Regions from separate parts of the Capsicum annuum genome. Here region 2 is linked to region 1. The links are chromatin contacts, called in public Hi-C maps. All regions are on one chromosome and are shown on one strand. Each heading gives the region's core, a stretch centred on a gene start, on an enhancer-like site or on the middle of the called end of the contact. The rest is flanking DNA. Distances are from core to core; before and after follow the strand shown. Region 1 has its middle 17 kb from the start of LOC107852679. Region 2 has its middle 29 kb from the start of LOC107878043.

Region 1 (4,400 bases), core at 1,660-4,159:
TCATAATTATAACATTCTCGAATCTAATTTAGATATAATAATCGACGAGCTTCAAAAAGTTATAGATAAATTTAATAAACTCACTCAAGAGAAGAAAAACTGAAAACGACGACTTAATTAAAGCATGTCAAATTAAAATCTACTTATTGCAAAAAGAACTTGATAACATAAAAATAAAATTAGAGAGAATTAAAAAATCACCAAGTCACTGTTTCGTGAGATCAATTTTTTTTAAAACTAACTAAAGTTCCTCATCAAGATCATTTAAATCATCCAAAACCTCTTTTTCCTCTCAAGGACCAGTCGGTTATACCTTTGGACAGAAAAGGCTTAAATCTTACGCCTACAAGCAAAAGCCTAAAAGTGTGTGGGTTCAAAGGCCTAAAGGAAGCTCATCTAACCCACAAGGACCCAAGACCTCTTGGGTGCCTAATTAAATTGATTTTCTTATTTTACAGGAACAGGTCCGCAAAAGCTATAAAAAGGGAATATGGTTCATCGATAACGAATGTTCCAGATATATGATCGGAAAAAAAAACATTTTTGTGCTCTAAAGAAAATTGAAGGAGGAACAGTCAGATTTGGTGATAATGCTAGAGGCAACGTCATAGGAGTCGGCTCTGTAAAGCTCAACTCCTCATGTGAACTTATTAAAGTGTATCTCGTAAACGACCTCAAACATAACGTTCTTAGTATCAGTCAGCTGTGTGATACTGGCTTTGGAGTCTCGTTCAAAGTTGACAATTGTTCTATTAAGCATGATAAAATAGATATCTCTCACAAGTGAACATGTTGATAATATTTATGCTCTAAATAGTTTGATTTTGCTACCTTAACCTATCTCACTATGCAAACCAATGACACTTGGTTGTGTCAAAGAAAATTAGGGCATGCCAGTATGCATATCATTGAGAAACTGCCCTGACTGGAACTGGTGAAAGGTCTGCCAAAACTCAAGTTTGAAAAGGATCACATCTGTGATACCTGCCAATTGGGTAAACATACCCGGATATCATTCAAAGTCAAAGACATTTCTCTACTACGAAACCCCTCCAAATAATCCATATGGATCTGTTTGGCCCCACCAAGACCGCAAGTATTGGTGGAAAAAGATATGTCTTCGTTATTGTTGATGATTGTTCTCGTTTTACATGGGCAATGTTTCTCGCTCATAAATATAAGGCTTTCATACATTTTTAGATCTTTTATGGAAAAGTACAGAGAGAAGTTAGACACCTCATCACCTATGTTCACAGCGATCATGGAGTAGAATTTAAAAATAAGGTTTTGAGGAGTACTGAGTCCAGAACGAATATTCTTAGAATTTCTTATCACCTCGGTCTCCTCAACAAAATGGTGCAGTGGAGCAAAATAATCGGTCTCTCCAAGAAACTGCCAGGACCATAAAATTAGAGCATAATCTCCTAGATCACTTTTAGGTAGAGACAGCAAGCACAACTTGTCACATCATCAACAGATGTCTCATCAGACCTATTCTAAAAAAGATGCCTTATGAGTTGTGGAGAGAAAAGAAGACAAATATCAGCTACTTTCATCCTTTAAATGCTTCATCCACAATAATGGTAAGAATAACTTGAAAAAATTTGATCCACGAAGTGACGAAGGTATTTTTCTTAGATACTCTCCTACCAGTCGCGGTTACAGGGCTTATAATAAAAGAACATTATGTGTTGAAGAATCTATGCATATTGTATTTGATGAAACTAATCCCCCTCCTATGACCTTAAGTATTAATAAAAATCAAAGAAAATGTAGAAGTTGAGAGAGAATAATAAAAAAATAAAGGTTGATAAAAAAAAAAGATCAAATAAAAATACAGGTCGAGAAAAATTTAAAAATAAAAAAAGAAAAAAGAAAAATCAAAGAAATTTTTTTTCATAAAAGTAGATGTGGAAAGGTGTAAAGAAAAAAAGTAAGGGTTGAGAAAAACTAAAAAGAACATAAAAAAAAAGGAAAGAAAAAATAAAAATAAAAATAATATAAAATGAAAAAGAAAAAAAAAGAAGTTGAGAGAAAAAAAGTAAGGGTTGAGAAAACTAAAAACAGAAAAGAAAACAGAAAAATCAAAGTAAAATTGAAAAGAGGAAAAAAATAAAAATTGAAAGATATAAATATGGAGTTATTATCTATTATTAGGATCATTTTGTTTATGTAATTACTCCACTGATCAGGGGTAATTTTGTTCAAAAAACATACTAGTTAATAGGTAAATGCTATGTTAAGGAAGCTTTTTTATTTGAGGCTAAAATTTAAAAATCACCCTAATTTGAGTCTATTTTTTAGATTCACCCAATATAATAGCTTAATCATATTTCAATCTTCCATCCTTGGTCATTTTCAGACTCCTTGGAGAATGACAAATGAGTTCAAGAAATTAAGAAATTAGTGGATTACATGTCTTGTAAAACTGATATTACTGCTGATCATATATATAGTTTTACACAAGACGACAACAACATACACGATGTATAGGAGTGTGGAAAAATTAAATCGACTGATAAATTAAATCAATAAAAGGCTATTAGTTTCTTGTTATTGGGTAAACGGTTTTTTGTGATTTTATAAAAAAATTATTGAGTTAATGGTTCAATTTTAATTTTTTTCATATTGGGTTATTGGGTAAAACTGATAATCCAATAATAATATAATAAATTACTACTTTTATTTATTAGTATTAGTGCCTTCACTTAATTTCTCTTTAATTGCCATAAAGTATAAACCTATTCAATTTCTTGAAAACATATAACCCGATAAAGTTAAAACTATTCATTATTCAATAACCTCTAATATAAAGAGGATGTTTGACATTTTTAACATTTATCATTACGTCCAATTGTTGCATAGTTAGTGGACAGGATAGTGGACTTCTTATTTTGTGAAATTTGGCACGACAAGGTGCATGTCATGTTAGCCGCTACTATTTTATTTTGTGAGCATTCTTATTGATGCTGTGTTAGTTATTACTGTTACACAAATTAAACATCATTACGCTAAATTAATAGTTGTTTTATAAGAATTTTCTTATCGGTTAAATAGAGAATCAAACTGTTAAGAATAAAAAAATAATAAAAAATAATTGATTTTGTTATTAGTTTAGTATATTTAAAAACTGCTAAACCAAATCAATAATATATAAAATTAAATCAAACTGATTGATGCACACCCCTAACAATGTGATCCCTGCCTTGTGAAAGTATGTCACTACACTAAAAAAGATATTTAACAATAATAGCTTAATTAATTATCATAAAATTAGATTTTTGAAGGTAATTATTAGTGACAACCATTGCATTTTAGCATTCTTTATATATCTCCTAAAGCCTATAGCGTCATTGAAAGTAATGACAATTTATAGCTAATGTTAAATAAGAATTTTAGCCTCTTTATTAAAATACATATAATAGACTTTAATATCAAACCCCTTCTACCGCAATCCACCAAACAGACTTTAATAATAAGAAAACAAAACATTCCAAGGAGAAATTAGACCCTGAACATGTGTCGCAACTCACAATCATAAATTATCTTTTTAATCCATATAAATAGTCGCAAATACAATCAATCTTTTTAATCCATATAAATAGTCGCAAATATAATCATACGTTCTTATATCCCCTCTTATACATGTACCAGTGACGATAAACTCGTGCTATATGTTAAGATTAATTTTTTTTACATCATTATGAAATTAGTGAAATAAATCATCATAATTAAATATTGACATATTTATATATAATATGAATGTATTTAGAAATTTATTCACAGTTTATATTCTCTTGATAATTTCACTACCTAAAGTTTAGATCTTTCATTAAGTGTTAAGGAAATATATTTGCGCAAGAAGTGACGTAAAAAATTAAATTATTTAAATAATTTAAAATTTTAATTATTCTGTTTATAATATTTTTTCTTCTATTCTAATTTAAGTGATGCTAATATAATTTCGAGAGTCAAGCAAATATCACGATTGAAGTAGCGATGCAAACATGTCTTAAAGACTCATAGTAACTAATTAGAAATGATATAAAGAAATTGCTATAAAAATACTTGTGAAAATAATCTAAGTGGGTCTCATGTAAGATGTAAAGTTAATTTAAAATATCAAGAGTTAATTTATCATTTTATGTCTATTTTATCTTTTAAATATTATTAACTTTTTAATACTTAGATGACTTATAATAATTAATTAGATGTGATATAGTAAAATTACTGTTGAAGCAGTTGAAGCAGACATGTCATAAATGTTTGTTTAACTTTTTTTAATTAAATATTATTAATTTTATAATATATAAATCACATATAATAATTAATTAGGGTGATAATAAAATCACAGAGCAAGTAGTGGCCGGCAAGCATGTCGACCACCAAAATAAAAAAAT
Region 2 (4,643 bases), core at 346-2,845, 230 kb before region 1:
TTGTTGTCAATATAATAATATTTTAAAAGATTAATTAAATTATTTTTTAAAAAATATTTTATGGTCAAGTACTTTTATTTTTTGATGGCCAACTATTTTAATTACTTTGTGGCCAAGTTCTTTTATTTCTTGAGGGTCAAGAACTTTAATTACTTTGTGACCAAGTAGAATGGAACTTCTAGCTCTACTAGGAGGCCTCAAACTGGTGAAAAGCCAAAACCTTACACCCATAGAAATTAATATTGATTCCAAACAAGTTATACACATGATAAAAAAATGGAAACTTACCTTATGATCCTATCCTTCATGAATGCAGATTAGCGCTGAGAAGACTGGGGCATCCACTAGTGGTCCATTGCTTTAGAGAGCAGAACCAAGTTGCTGATAGCCTGACTAAGAAAGGAGCAAAAAGGAAATTTTTTGAAGACATCCAGATTTTTGCAGATCCTCTTGTGTATGCACTAGATAGTGTTTGGACAGACATATTAGAAACTCAATTTACCAGAAAAACTAACTCTGGAACAATCAGCCATGATGCTTATATTTTGGAGCCAGACTAAGATGTTGCAATAACTCTTTAGCTATAATATCCCTTATTACTAAAATAAAAAAAAGAAAAAGAGATTTAATTTTTATTTTTCCTACATACTGGCTATTACTATATATATGATTGCTAAGCTCATTTAATAATATCAAGAAAAACATTCTTCTAGTCTTTCTTCTCTTCTCACATCCCTTTTTTCTTTTGGTTAACGAGGATTCATTTAACATAACATAAATTAAGAATTTATAGAATTAATAGGGTGCCTAAGGGCCCTTGTGTCTGAATAAGTAGTTACATGATTTGTACTATTAGAGTTACAAGCCTCAACTTTCGTGAAAAAAGTAGTTTCATTTTTCACATTTCTATTTTCTTTCTTGCCCTTTCATTCACATTGTTAATTATATATGATTTTCGTTATCTTGTATTTTTCATTTAATTTGATGATTTTGTATCATTCATAATTGTTGATTCTGTACCTTCTAATTAATTAGGAAAGACTTACTTAATTTTGGGTATCCTCTAATTAATTAGGAAAGTGCTTGTTTAATCTTGAAAAAATATTTCACATTGCGAAAATAATTTCTTAGGACATAATACCTAGCATGACTCATGTATTTTATATATCACTTAAAATATTATAGTAGTCTGTTAATTATTATTATTATTATTATTATTATTATTATTATTATTATTATTATTATTACTACTGTAACTTGTTGATAATACTATATAAGAAATATTATCATTGTTGATAATACTATATAAGAAATATTATCATTGTTGTAGTTTATTTATATTAAATTTCATAATTGATACTGAAGTTTATTATTGTTTCCGAACAAAATTACAAGGAGTTACTAGCAAAAAGATAAAGCTACACATTAATAATTTCTCAATATTTAAAGGGCTTAAAAAGCACATAACTTCCTAATCAGGCAGAGAAGAAAAATGATGAAAATGCTAGTTTGACTTGTAAGAAAATACTAGATTAATTTTAAATGTATATGCCTAGACTAACGAGGAAGAAGTGTTCATTATGTTTACGTGTTTTTTAGCGTGATAAAATTCAAATTTGTATACTAACGTTAAATCGATATAAAACCATAGAAAAAGCATACAAGATGTTGGCCGAAATAAAATTTGTTATGACATTTCAGTTCGACCAAATAATTTAAGTTTAGTCGTCATTTATAGGTAACGTCTAACAAAAGAGAACACGAAAAAATGCCACTGACAATCATAGTTAATCCTACTAACCTTTTTAAACATCTAGAAAAACGTAATTAGGGAATTTCAAAGCAAAAAGAAAAAGACAAAAGGTTTTCAATGTTAATATTGGTGGAATTTACAAAACCAAGAGTAGGAGTATGAATGTTTGTCTGCCATTAACATATTATATACTCCATCCGTACCAAAATACCCGTCTCAAATTTTTTAATTTAATGTCCCACTTTACTTGTTTTTTTTCATTAATCAAAACACGAATTTTTTTTCCATATTTAATCCTTTGCATTAATTACTTTTTTTTTTTCAAATTAAATTGTAAATATCATTTAATAGAGGTACTATGGTAAACTAGACATGTTATTAATTATTTTTCTTAATCAATGTGTCATCTCAATTTGGGACACATAATTTGGGATGGAGAAAGTATATCTAGAAATATTCAAAGGAACTTGCTAAATGACCATAATTTTTTGACCATAAAATAGACATAAATGTACAAAGGTCATACTAACCTTTTCCTTAAATAAAAAATAAGCAAATTTTTAATATTAAATGTAACTAAAATTTACGTGGCATAAGTTATCACTATCATTAATGTGAAGAAAAGTTATAAATTAACTTTAGTATGTGGAACCTACCTAACTTCATCCATTGCATTTTCATCTTTCTCCCTCAATTTTCAATTTACTCTTTTTTTATTTAATCAAAATTTAAAACTAGTTTTATTACTACATTGATCATAATTATTTAAAATATTTTTTAGAAAAGTTCATCAACGATTATTAATAAATTGATTATAATCCTTTAAAATATTTTTAGAAAAAGTTCTTCTATGATTAACTAATTTTGAACTTATCACAATAATAAATTTATTATTATATAAAAGTCATTCAATTCTAAAGTTCATCGCTTTTTTAAAATATTAGCTAGGGTTGATAAATATGAACGATGTAATTTTTATAATGTGTCAGTGTTTATTATATTTAAAATATTTTGAATTTTGATTGCTAATATTGAAATATTTTCAAATTAGACTTAAAAAATTAAAAATTTATTTAAATATAATTTAAATATAATAATTAATAAAATTATTTAATTAGAGTACATATTTTTTGCCATAATTTTTTGGCCCAAAAATGGCCATAAATGTATAAACACTATACTAACATTTTCCTTTAAAAAAATAAAAAAATATTTACTATCTTATAAATTCAAAAAGTTAAATGTAACCAAAATTTATGTTGAATAAATTATGACTATCATTAAATATGAAAGAGGAATATTTATTTAACTTTAAAATGGGAGACCCACCTTAATTTCACATTCTATCTAATCACACCCTCCCTTTTCGTCCTTCTCCCTCAATTTCTCTTTAGTCTTTTTTTTTTATCGAAATTTAAAATTAATTTTATTATATATTGATCATAATTCTTTAAAATATTTTTGGATAAAGGTCATCTGTGGTTAACTAAATTTTGAATTTATCACAGAAATTTATTTATTTATTATATAAAAGTCATTTCATTCTAAAGTTTATCACAAAAGTGTTTTTCTTAAAACATTAACTAGGCTCGAAAAATATGATTTTATAATGCGTCAATGTTTATCATGTCTAAAATATTTAAAATTTTGATTATCATTATTGAAATATTTTCAAATTAGACTTATAAATTATTTAAATAGAGTTTAAATTTATTAAAATATAATAATTAATTTAAACTATTTAATTAGAGGATATATTAATAGTGAATATAAGTAATATTCACAAGTTATCAAATTACCGTAATATAAAGGTACAAAATACAACAATAATATGTCTTGATATCTTTAGTTGTTGTTAACTAGGGTCCACAAATATAAATTTTGTGATTTTCACAATTTCTATAATGTGTTAATATCTATTATGTGTATAATGATTTGAATTTTGACTGCCGTTAATGAAATATATTAAATTATATTTAAAATTTATCTAAATATATAGCTTAAATTTTATTTAAATATAATATTACTTAATTAGAGATCATATTAATAACAAATATAAATTATAATTTGTAAATTATAAAATCGATGTAACATAAGGACGTAAGACGACAACATCAATGCATGACTCTCATGAATTGCTGTTAACTAGGATCAAAATATATGAACTATACGATTTTTATAATATGCCGATGTCTACCATGTTTAAAGTGTTTTGAATTTTGACTATTGATATTGATATATTTTGAAATTATATTTAAATATTATCCGAATAAAATTTAAATTTATTTAAGTATAATATTTAATTAAATTGCTTAAATAAAGGACATATTCATAAAAATTATCAGTAATGATTCACAAAATATCAAATCAACATAACCTAAGGATCTAAGACTACAATATTAATGCGTCTTGATATCTCGAGTTGTTGTTAACTAGAGTAAACACATGTGAACTGTATAATTTTTAGGATTCTATAATGTGTCGACGTTTATTATGTCTAAAGTGTGTTTGAAATTTTGACTGTTGTTATATATATATATATATATTATTTATATATATATATATATATATATATATATAAAACTAATATTATAAAAATAATTGATTCATGTTTTCCGATAATTTTTTATGACCCACGTAATTTAATTCAAAAGAAAAGAAAGTATTAATCTATAACCTTGTTCAGCAATAAAATTCTATTTTAATTCAATAATTAAAATAGTAGTGTAGTTAATCAATTATGTTAGGTGAATAAATAAATAAATGATAATAAAAATATGTGGCATAACATAAAATTACAAGAAGTAATGATTGACAAATAAAAAGAAAGGAAATGGAACATAAATAGTGTAAAATAAAAAATTAAGATTAAAAAGAAAAAATTAAAATA

Evidence for each region. A called contact is a pair of places that touch in the nucleus more often than the background predicts.
Region 2: a contact with region 1 is called in a Hi-C map of leaf, with 2.0 times the contacts expected there. The contact joins two enhancer-like sites. A contact is called at or near these places in 2 of 5 Hi-C or Micro-C datasets (leaf and placenta).

The regions. Positions count from the first base shown.
Region 1 is chr7:176,024,645-176,029,044 of UCD10Xv1.1, reverse strand. No RefSeq gene overlaps it. Among protein-coding and RNA genes, the nearest start is that of LOC107852679, 17 kb to the right of the region's middle. Within about 2 kb of position 2,909, at least 1 of the 5 cell types and tissues checked has an H3K27ac peak or open chromatin away from gene starts, as enhancers often do.
Region 2 is chr7:176,251,108-176,255,750 of UCD10Xv1.1, reverse strand. No RefSeq gene overlaps it. Among protein-coding and RNA genes, the nearest start is that of LOC107878043, 29 kb to the left of the region's middle. Within about 2 kb of position 1,595, at least 2 of the 5 cell types and tissues checked have an H3K27ac peak or open chromatin away from gene starts, as enhancers often do.